Linked DNA regions of Mus musculus: region 2 is linked to region 1. A link is a contact called in public HiChIP or PLAC-seq data. All regions are on one chromosome and are shown on one strand. Each heading gives the region's core, a stretch centred on a gene start, on an enhancer-like site or on the middle of the called end of the contact. The rest is flanking DNA. Distances are from core to core; before and after follow the strand shown. Region 1 overlaps Cdh13 (cadherin 13). Region 2 overlaps Cdh13 (cadherin 13).

Region 1 (5,073 bases), core at 420-2,919:
ACACACCAACACATGAACATTCTCTACACCAAATGATAGCCCCCAGGCAATGGCTATGAGAAAAACTTATCAGTGAGAACATTCTAGAAGGTTCACTGATTCCAGTGCCCAGGTGTAACTTGGGTTCCTTCCCTTCACGGGTCATCCAGTTTTCATTTCAAACACAATATTTGACCATTGTTAGGGGTTGATGTATATTCTCCACCACCACCCCCAAACAAAAAAGACATTTTAGAATTATAACCTATAACTTTATTTGGAGGTGGGCTTTTTATGGAGGTAATAAGATAACAAGGGAAATCTCTGCAATAATAGTGTGTTTATAACCAAGGGAACATTGGGTAGTGAGAGAGACATGAACGTGGGATGGGGATGGCATGTGGGGGTAAACCCATGGATGGGTGACGGGATGCATCAATATACCAAGGGTGCTGGACACGGGGCACACCAGCAGGAGCAGGAAGAGAAGCCTAGTTGGTTTTGTACCACTTCCCATAGAAAGAACATCTCTCCTAGACTCCAGAAGTGATTGATAAACTTTTGCAGTCGCTAACCTACAAGTTCCTGGCACTTTGTTATAGCATCTTTCAGAAATAAATCCACCCAGCAATAGTCTTTTCTGTTCCTGCTTGCTGCTAGTCAGAGTGGGTTCCAGCAGCTTATACCAAGAGGAACCCAACTGACTCTGCCACAGTGCATGTAGCTTAGCTTGTGACATTGAACGACATCTTCAACCGTTTGCCTAAGTATCATGGTTCTGCATCAGAACCGTAATGGAGTAATGGCATGTTTTCAACTTGGAAATCAAAGTGACATTCAGTGGCCATCCCAGGGACCAAGGCCATGCACTAAGATCAAAGAGCAAGTGAGTCTTCCAGAGCAAGCCCATCAGATGCACAAAGGGTAAAGAACACAGCTTGCTACAAAGAAATCCACTCTTCTTGAATGCCAGCGCAAATGTCAAACAAATCAAAACCAAAAAAAAAAAACCCAAAAAAACAAAAAAACAAAAAACAAAACAAAACAAAACAAACAAACAAACAAAAAAAACAAAACCAGCCCTTGAGAGCGAATAACTTCATTTTGTCTCAGCCCCTCCCAGGAAAAAGTTAATTATAAAACCAAAAACATGCATTAAAATATTGTCCCTGGTAAAAACTGGCTCAGAAAGTCCCTGTTGTAGGCTGAACGCTATCCCCCATGGCCATCTTGCACAAGTATCTGTGGATGTGTCCTTATTGCAACTGGATCTTTGTAGATGGAATTAAGTTAGAGTGAGCTCCTTAGGGGAGGTTCTAATTCCTTAAGATTGTTTTTTGTTTGTTTGTTTTTGTTTGCTGTTGTTATTTGTTTGTTCTTTATAAAAAGTAAGAAATATCACTCAAAAGCACAGACATCCAGAGAGTGCATAGGCACTAGTAGAAGGAAGACACACGACTATAGGTTAAAAGAAGCCTGGAGCCACGTGAGCTGGTGGTCCAGGGAGGATCCTGTCAGGGCTCTGATAGTACCCAATGTGGGACTTCAAGCCATTGTAGCTGCCCCCGAATGCATTTCGTTGCTGAAGCTATGTGGTTGGCCATGATCCATGACCATAGACTTAGGATATAAATAAATCCTCTTGAAACCTCTCTGGAGTGGGGAAGGCAGCCCAGTCAGCAAAGAGCTTGCTGGGTAAGCATGAGCTGATAAGCCCTATAAAAGAGCTGCATGCCGTGGTCCATGCTTGAAATCCCAGCCCTGGGAGGTAGAGGATAGAGGAAACATCATGAGTAAAAGAAAGGAAAGGGTTTCTTTCACTTATACACAGCACACTTGCCGCTCTTCTAGAAGGGGTGAATTCAGTTCCCAGTGCCTACACCCCAGTGCACACCCGCTTGTACCTACAGCCCAAGGGACTACAACAAGCATCATAAAACATCAGGGTCACTTCACCCACCTGGTGCATGAATGCAACACACACACATATATTAGAAAGCAAAAGATTGTAGATGTTTCCAGTACCTCGATGACTAAACAATGTATATTCGGCCATCAGAGCTGAACAGTGATTTATCTCAAGGCAGGGGGACCAGATGTCTGGTCCCTTCTACGAGTGGTCAGTAAAAGGTCTGCATTTGAGTGGTGTTAAAAAGGCAACAGAGAAAACTGGAGAGAGGGCAAGGCCTTCTCCACCACGCCTTTAAAAGTGACTAACAGCAAAGTTTTGCCTGATGCTGTGCCCTTAAGCAAGATGTTCTTAGAGAGATAAAATAAAAGGAAACAAAAGGTCGCCATCATGGGGTCTGAAGAGCTCTCCTGTCACTTCTCTGGGAAGTTTCCCTTGACTCTCAATTGTTCTAAATGATGACTTGTTTTGTTCTAAAAATAATTCTTCTGCAAGGAGGAAAAAAAAAACCAGGATTATTTGAGAGGAGTAGGTTAACAGGGACATGCTAAACGCTGTAGTAGAAGAAGAAAGGAAGAAATCAGAGAGCACATGCCCCTGCCCTGTGCTGAATTTACTGTAGATGAGCCAAGAAAATCATCCTTAGTATTTTTAGACTGAGATTAATGTACTTGTAGACAATTTTAGGATATAAAGAGGTCTAAATTGAACATCTGCTCTTCCCTGTCTTGGTCCTAGAGTCAACCTTCTGGCTTAAAAATTTTTAGAAAGCAAGATCTGGCAGAGTAAATACACAATTTTGACTTATGCAGATGAGTTGCTTGGGGGGGCTTGGGGTCTCAAAGTGGTTTTTCATTCCTTTGTTTTGACAGAAGATTAACTTCAGAGTTACCGACTCTATTAAGCACCATGCGACAATGTCTTTCAATGTCCATTAAATAATGCTTAGTACAATAAATGTTAAATTACCAAGTTACATCTCCATAAATACATGTGAAGTCCACATGAATGCCAAATGAATCCAATATGGTCATTTCTATTACAATAAATGCCAAATGAATTCGGAGCAATGAGACACTTAAAATGTCAGACACTTCCAGCCAGTCCCATCACAAATTCATCACTGCCGTGTGACATCCATTCTGTAGGGGTTTCCACTTTAAATGCCATCTCTCAGTTGTTCATAACAAAAATTCTACTTGAGCAATGGGGTTTCATTGAAAATATGGAAGGTAAACTCTAAGTCTGGGATAGCAGCATCAAAATCGCCTTTCTGAACTGAGATTCCAAGCCCCTACCCAGACACCCATGGGTTTAATATTTGAATAAAACACAGGCAAAGCACAGAGCTGTAGCTTCTATTATTTTATATCTGGAGAAATATTTTCATCTTATAGGTTATTTCTTGGGAGAGAAGTCTTTTTATAACTCGAACTTATAAAAAAATATCTTAGTTTTGTATTGGTTTCAATAAATGAGACCCTGGGGCAGGGTGGCTGGGAGGGTGGCAAGGAACGTTACAAAAAACACAAGAATGACATCTAATTCAGTGACATAATAGTTTCATTCGCTAATGCTTGACATAATAGCTCTATCCTCTAATGTGTGATGTAATAATTCTATTCTCTAACTCATGATGTAATAGTTCCATTTTCTAATGCATGACATAATATTTCTATCCTCTAATGCATGATGTAATAATTCCATTCTTTAATGTATGACATAATAGTTCCTTTCTCTAATGCATGATGTAATAGGTTCATTCCCTAATTCATGACATAATGGTTCTGTTCTCCCATGATCATTCCCAAACTTGCTTTGCAGCTGAAGCTGTTTTCAATATCCTGAAAATGTACATATCCCCCTTTACCATCACCTGCCATGTAATCAACACTGTCACCATTTGGGGTGTAAGAGGCAGGAGTAGGTAGGCAGAGAGGTCACACTAAAAGGAGAAGGAGAGTCAGAGAAACGAAAGGTCAGATGCTATAACCAGCGTCCCAATCTGTAGTATCATGAGCCCCCAAGCCCTTGTCGAGGGGGTAACAGGATCCTATAGGCTTTACGTTAAAATAAAAACTGCCTAATGTTGTTGTCAGCTGGCCAGCATTTGATACTAATCCCAGTTCAGGGAAGAGAAATCCCTTCGGAGTCTAAAACATTTGCTATAGTTTAGCATCTAAATATAGAGACTGCCTTCTGTTCCTTGCAACAATGCAAGTGTATAATCTAATCTGTTACAACGGTTTTGCAATATGTGACTATATGCAACATAAGTGTAGATTTTGTTTAAAACGTCTGTAACTCTGCTTTAATGGCTGCACAGATAAATCACTTTGGCTTTTGCGGAAGATCTGGGTGTGCATATTTAAGTTAGAGACTCATATAACAGATATATTGGTTTTGAGATTTTTGTCCTGTTAATGAATCAAACTTAAGGCTCATTTTAAAGGAGTAAAAATGCTTTCAATAAGAATTGTAAGCTACTAGTAAAATGTGTCACAATTAATAGTTCTGTCTTTGGACTTAAACGTTTGAGAAACAGCTGATGTCCCTTCTTATACTATACCCATCTATCCATCCACCCATCCATCTACCCATCCATCCATCAACTCACCATCCATCCACCTATCCATCCATACACTCATCCATCCATCCATCCATCCACCTATCCATCCATATACTCATCCATCCATCCATCCATCCATCATCCATCCACCATCCATCGATCCTACCCTTCCCACACATCCATTAAGCCTTCTCTCATGTTGCCCTCAATATATTAACTTATTCATTCTCAAATTTACTTATTCATTTAATCAACAAATTAGAGTTATCTAGTGTGTCCTAGTTGTTATAAAACACAGGCAAAGTATGCCTGTTCTGTGCCATTTCGGTAGTTGTGACTTATATCCAGGCAAGAAACAATAAAAGGGAGGGAGGGGATTGACTTAAAATTCCAAGTCATGATTCATCATTTCAGAGAAGTCAGGGCAGGAACTCAAGCAGGTAATCACACCACACACATAGTAAAGAGGAAGGAGGGAGGGAGGGAGGAAGAGGGAAGAGAGAGAGAGAGAGAGAGAGAGAGAGAGAGAGAGAGAGATCTTCACTGACTGCTTTAGGGTGAGTCTTTCCACCTCAATGAACAGTCAAGATAGTCTTTCACAGCAATACCCATAAGC
Region 2 (5,078 bases), core at 115-2,614, 130 kb before region 1:
GGAACCTGAGGCAAGAGGATAGATAGCCCCACGTTCAAGACCAGCCTAAGATCCACAGTGAGACTCTATCTCAAAACAAACAAGCAATAGATATTGATGCCATCGTCTAGTGTAGCAGACTGTGTAGAACATAATTCCCGTTAGCCTACATTGATAATGTATCATGAACAAGAAATAAATCCCTGTTGTTAAGGTTGTTACACATTTAGGGAGCTGTTTGTCATAGCAGCCTAGCTTAACCCAATCTGACTCAAAATACTGTTGCCCAAGACAAGACCTTTGCTGAATCAGGTTTTAAGGTTTGCGTTTCCAAGGGTCCATGGGTCAGACTTTCCCAGACCAAAAACAAAGCAATTTGGTCATTCTTTGAGAGCAATAGTAAGCCAACCATCACGTGGTGTACAGGGAGACTCTTATCTCTGTCCAACCCAAGTAACGTTTCTCTTCCTGATGTGACAACCAAGACTTTCCTCTGTGAGGAAGCGGATTCACTCAGCTAGGTTTGCTTGGCTGAAAGAACCTTCTATAACAGTTGTTTTACGATCAAGATCCTTTTTTATAATATCACACCAGGGCTATTAAATAGACCGGAAACTACAGATCATAAAAATGTCAACAGTGAAACACTCATTTCTCTGCAGGTCGAGAAATAAAAATCAATATCTGTTAACTTACTCCTCAAGACCAGAGGGAAACAAAGGGAGATTTCAACAGATCTGTTGGTAATCTTTAGTCCAAGTTCATGAATTCATTGCTGTTGACTAGAAGGGACCTCAAAGGTCAGCATAGACATCCCATGACTGTCCAGATTAAGTTCATAGTGGCCTGTGCCAAGATATTCAGACACAGAGACAGGAAGATCATGAATTTCTAATAATACATTTTAAGAGATAACTAATGATTTTACAGCTTTTCAGAAGCCAAGAACGCTGAAATTTGTTGTGGCAAGAGCAGCATTTCTTAATAAACACTCCGAGGAGCAAGAAGCTTCCAGAACGGCCAGTGTGATATTTTAGGTAAACACAAGATTTTTTTTTCAATCAAGATTCTTGGGGGGAAAAAAAAAGTTGAAATTGGCCTAAAATATTTTGGAGAATTTTTCCAGTGGGATGGGCCTGTGGTTCTCTCTCTTTGTTTCTTTCATTTCCTTATCTGGTCTGAAACATTGATTTCGGGCTGGTGCCTGGAACCCGAGAGACACATCCTGGATGAACCGTTACTGCAGACGCTTTGTTTTCAGACTCTAAGAGATAATTGCTAGCGGCTTGCCTGCTTGAGAGACAGACGCAATGTGTCAGCTCTGCGGTCCCAGAGCTGTGTGGACCATCCACTGTAAGGTGACCAGGGTTATCGGTGGATCCAGTGGCTACAGCGAGCATTTGGGGAGAGCTGATAAGGGTGAAATGGCCCTGGGTCAGGAAGGGACAGGACAGCGGGTGCTGAAAAGAAGTGAGAGAAGCCCTTCTGAGACAAAGCATGGCCAAGAGGATGAGACTCTGGTGGCAGATTTCCCGAGAGAAAATCTCACTAAGCTCTGCAGTGTCCTACCTGACTATGCAGGGCTTTAACCTCTCCATCTGCTTCATCTGCTTCTGGTCTTTCCTTCAAAATCATGAGAACAAAGCTTTCTATCCTGTGGAGCTATATTTGTAAAGCATGTAACAAGAAAAGTATGTTAAGGTGTGCATCTCTCTCTCTCTCTCTCTCTCTCTCTCTCTCTCTCTCTCTCTCTCTCTCTGTGTGTGTGTGTGTGTGTGTGTGTGTGTGTGTGTGAGAGAGAGAGAGAGAGACAGAGACAGAGACAGAGACAGAGACAGAGACAGAGACAGAGACAGAGACAGAGACAGAGACAGACAGACAGACAGACAAGCTGAGAGAGAGACAGAGAAGCTGGGAGAAAGAGAGACAGAAACAGAGAAGCTGAGAGAGAGAGAGAGACAGACAGACAGACAGACAGACAGAGAAGCTGAGAGAGAGAGACAGAGAAGCTGAGAGAAAGAGAGACAGAGACAGAGAAGCTGAGAGAGAGAGAGACAGACAGACAGAGAAGCTGAGAGAGAGAGACAGAGAAGCTGAGAGAAAGAGACAGAAACAGAGAAGCTGAGAGAGAGAGAGAGAGACAGACAGAGAAGCTGAGAGAGAGACGGAGACAGAGAAGCTGAGAGAAAGAGAGACAGAGACAGAGAAGCTGAGAGAGAGAGAAGCTGAGAGACAGAGAAGCTGAGAGAAAGAGAGACAGAAACAGAGAAGCTGAGAGAGAGAGAAGCTGAGAGACGAGAAGCTGAGAGAGAGACAGAGAAGCTGAGAGAGAGACAGAGAAACTGAGAGAGAGACAGAAACAGAGAAGCTGAGAGAGAGAGAGAGAGAAAGAGAGAGAGAGAGAGAGAGAGAGAGAGAGAGAGAGAGAGAGAGAGAGAACGAGAACATAGAACACCTCAGGTGGCATTCTTCCTCAGAGCATACCTACGTTGTTTGAGACAGGGTCTCTCCCTGAACCAGGAGCTCAGCCACCGGCCTTGCCTGGGTGGGCCGCAAGCCCTAGGGAATCTTCCCCTTCCCAGCACTGGGACTGTAGCCATGTGCTAGGATGCCAGCTTTCTTACATGCATTCTGAGGATTGAACTCGGGCCCAGTGCCAACTATGCAACAGCAGCCTAGGTGTAAACCAAATTTATTATATGGAAGTTCAGAATCCATCTTTAGCAGTATAGTTGTAGTGGGGGATGGGGGCTCATGTGTGAACTGGGTCCCATGCCAGAAGCTTGATAAAAAGCCAGTGGCCTTATCTGAGTGAACTGAGACTCCTTCCAGCCCTCCCCAAGGCAGTGGATGCTCTTTAGACTTGGATACCCAGACACTAAGCTGTGAGGCTGGTCAGGGCGGTGGGGGGGGGGGGGCGGTATGAGAAGACTGCTGTGGGCCCAACCCAAGCCTTAGAGGCTCTGCAACAGAAACAGTCTTACCAGTGGGTGGCAATCATGTGTAGTGATGGAAAGGACCAAAGGATCATGTTCCCTTTGGGAAGTTTAGAAGCTGGACAGAGATGGAAGAACCCAGAGGTATGGAAGGCTGAGGCAGGGACAAGTGACGATCAAGGAGGACACAGACTGTGCTCTCTGTGAGCTTGCCTGCATGGATCTAACACAGCCCAAAGCTTCCTATACTGGCCTGCCTGGCTCTTCCTACAGAGGGATACATGTTTTAAGGAGAATATCTAAGAGGAAGACCACAGTGCCAGTCTCTGTGGGTGGTAGCAGTGGTTCACTGGCGAGTCACGCCAACACTAGGGCCACTGTCTCAGAGGACTGTGTCTTTGAAGAGCTAGGATGTGAGAGTTCTCTTGTGGAACTACCTTACATTGTTGGCTTGCTCAGGTACCATTTGCCAGAGGGTCACAACATTACTAGGATACCTAGTAATACCGAGCATACCTAGGGAGCTCTGTCTAACAGAGGATCTAACACCCTTCATTAGATTCTGAGATGTCCCTCTTAGAAGGGTCACATTCGTGAACTGATCAGTTTTGCCTGTAGAGTATGGATGAAGGTCATCACAACATATAATTGTAAGGTTTATTTTGCACACACACACACTTTGTCATACTTGTATCTGGCTTACCTCACTTAGCACACTGATTTCCATCCATTTCCATCCATTTCCCTGAAAATGTTACAGTCTCATTCCTCTTCATGGACCCATAAGATCCCAGTCTATGTTCCGTACCCACCTCTCTCCATCCATTCGTATGTTGATTGACACCTAGGCTGGTTTCTTTTTTTTCCTGGCTGTTGTGAATAGCATAGCAGCTGTGATACGGGTGTCCTTGTATGCCATCTCAGAATACTGCAGGCATAGAACCATGAGTGGGATGGCAGGTCACATGGTTGTTATAGTTTCAATTTTCTAGAGGAACCTCCATGGTGGTTTCCATGGTAACTGTGCATGTTTATATTCCCACCAGCAGTGAGGAAGCCTTCTCACATAGGGGGTTACATCCTCAGTTAGACAATATTTACGTTGCCTAGAACATTAACACATAGGAATTATTACTGTACCTTGGGAAGGTGCCAGCGATTATAACTTGACCCACAACTCCAACCATGAGTACCTTTTCCTCAATACCTTTAGCTCTTCATTTGGGCAAAGGCCTTCATTTGGTATGTCCTAGCTGTATCTTCCATGAAGATATGTGGTACCCTTTACAGGGTAGCCAGGAAGAGTCAGTGAGTAATGGCCACTCCTGTGGTAACCATGGTAACCATGGGGTGTCTAGCCAAGGTTCTCTTTGAAGATACCAATAAGAGTAAAAAGGGGTGGGATAGAGGAAGGTGGGCATCTGAGACTTGGGGCAGTATCCAGAGCCCGAGGAAGGACAGCAATGACCAGCTCAGACAGACAGAAGAACTGGCAAGGAAGAAGGAGGACCAACATAGACTACAATCATCTTTGTCTGGAGTATAATTCATCAATAGCACTAGATATAATGCAGGGTGTGGGTAATAATACGTATGTTATCTCCAATGTTCAATTTTAGTCAGGTTCTTGTGCCATTAATCTTTGTCTAGGTTGCAAAGTCATAATATTTCAAAATTATAACAGAAAAATGATTTTCACATCTATGGTTATCTGCTCTCATCCATTAATCTCAAATTGGGTTAATCTCTTTACATGTGACCTATCTATCGTTCCATACTTGTATCTACTGGATTTGAAGGGTTCCAACTTTACAGACTGGGAAACTGAGGTTCGAGGGGACATAATACCCAACCTATGTATTCAGTAGTAGGAGACGAAAGATGGTTTTTCCTGAACCCCTGCCCCTAACCACTGTTCTGTCTCGTGTCTCCACAGAATTAATAGAGATTCCTGAAGGGTGGGAATTTCCCATTCTGCCTTTGTAAGATCTGGTAGGAAGTGGATAGAGGTTGCTCAAAATAAGAGAAGAAAGATGTATGCAATAAAGATGAACAGGCACCCAGGGAAGTGAAACTTGCCTCGTATTTGAAGCTGTTAGCACATGTAAGAATGTCCAGGCCTCACAGGTCAGAGCCTGGGTAGTAGCGATGCCAATTGGCAAG

What was found. HiChIP or PLAC-seq counts read pairs in DNA pulled down with a chosen protein or histone mark.
Region 2: an H3K27ac HiChIP or PLAC-seq map of heart atrium shows a contact between it and region 1, with 2.8 times the contacts expected there. The contact joins two enhancer-like sites. A contact is called at or near these places in 2 of 39 promoter capture datasets (embryonic stem cells and stem cell-derived epiblast-like cells), 5 of 484 Hi-C or Micro-C datasets (the HL-1 cell line, embryonic stem cells, nephron progenitors and 1 more) and 1 of 115 datasets of contacts at active chromatin or transcription factors (heart atrium).

Annotation. Positions count from the first base shown.
Region 1 is chr8:118,584,752-118,589,824 of GRCm38.p6, reverse strand. The region is part of intron 2 of Cdh13 (cadherin 13); the gene reads right to left. Among named protein-coding and RNA genes, the nearest start is that of Gm24035, 160 kb to the right of the region's middle. Within about 2 kb of position 1,669, at least 5 of the 459 cell types and tissues checked have an H3K27ac peak or open chromatin away from gene starts, as enhancers often do. A contact at or near this core is called in heart atrium, where this site is marked.
Region 2 is chr8:118,709,562-118,714,639 of GRCm38.p6, reverse strand. All of the region lies in intron 3 of Cdh13 (cadherin 13), which reads right to left. Among named protein-coding and RNA genes, the nearest start is that of Gm24035, 290 kb to the right of the region's middle. Within about 2 kb of position 1,364, at least 18 of the 459 cell types and tissues checked have an H3K27ac peak or open chromatin away from gene starts, as enhancers often do. A contact at or near this core is called in heart atrium, where this site is marked.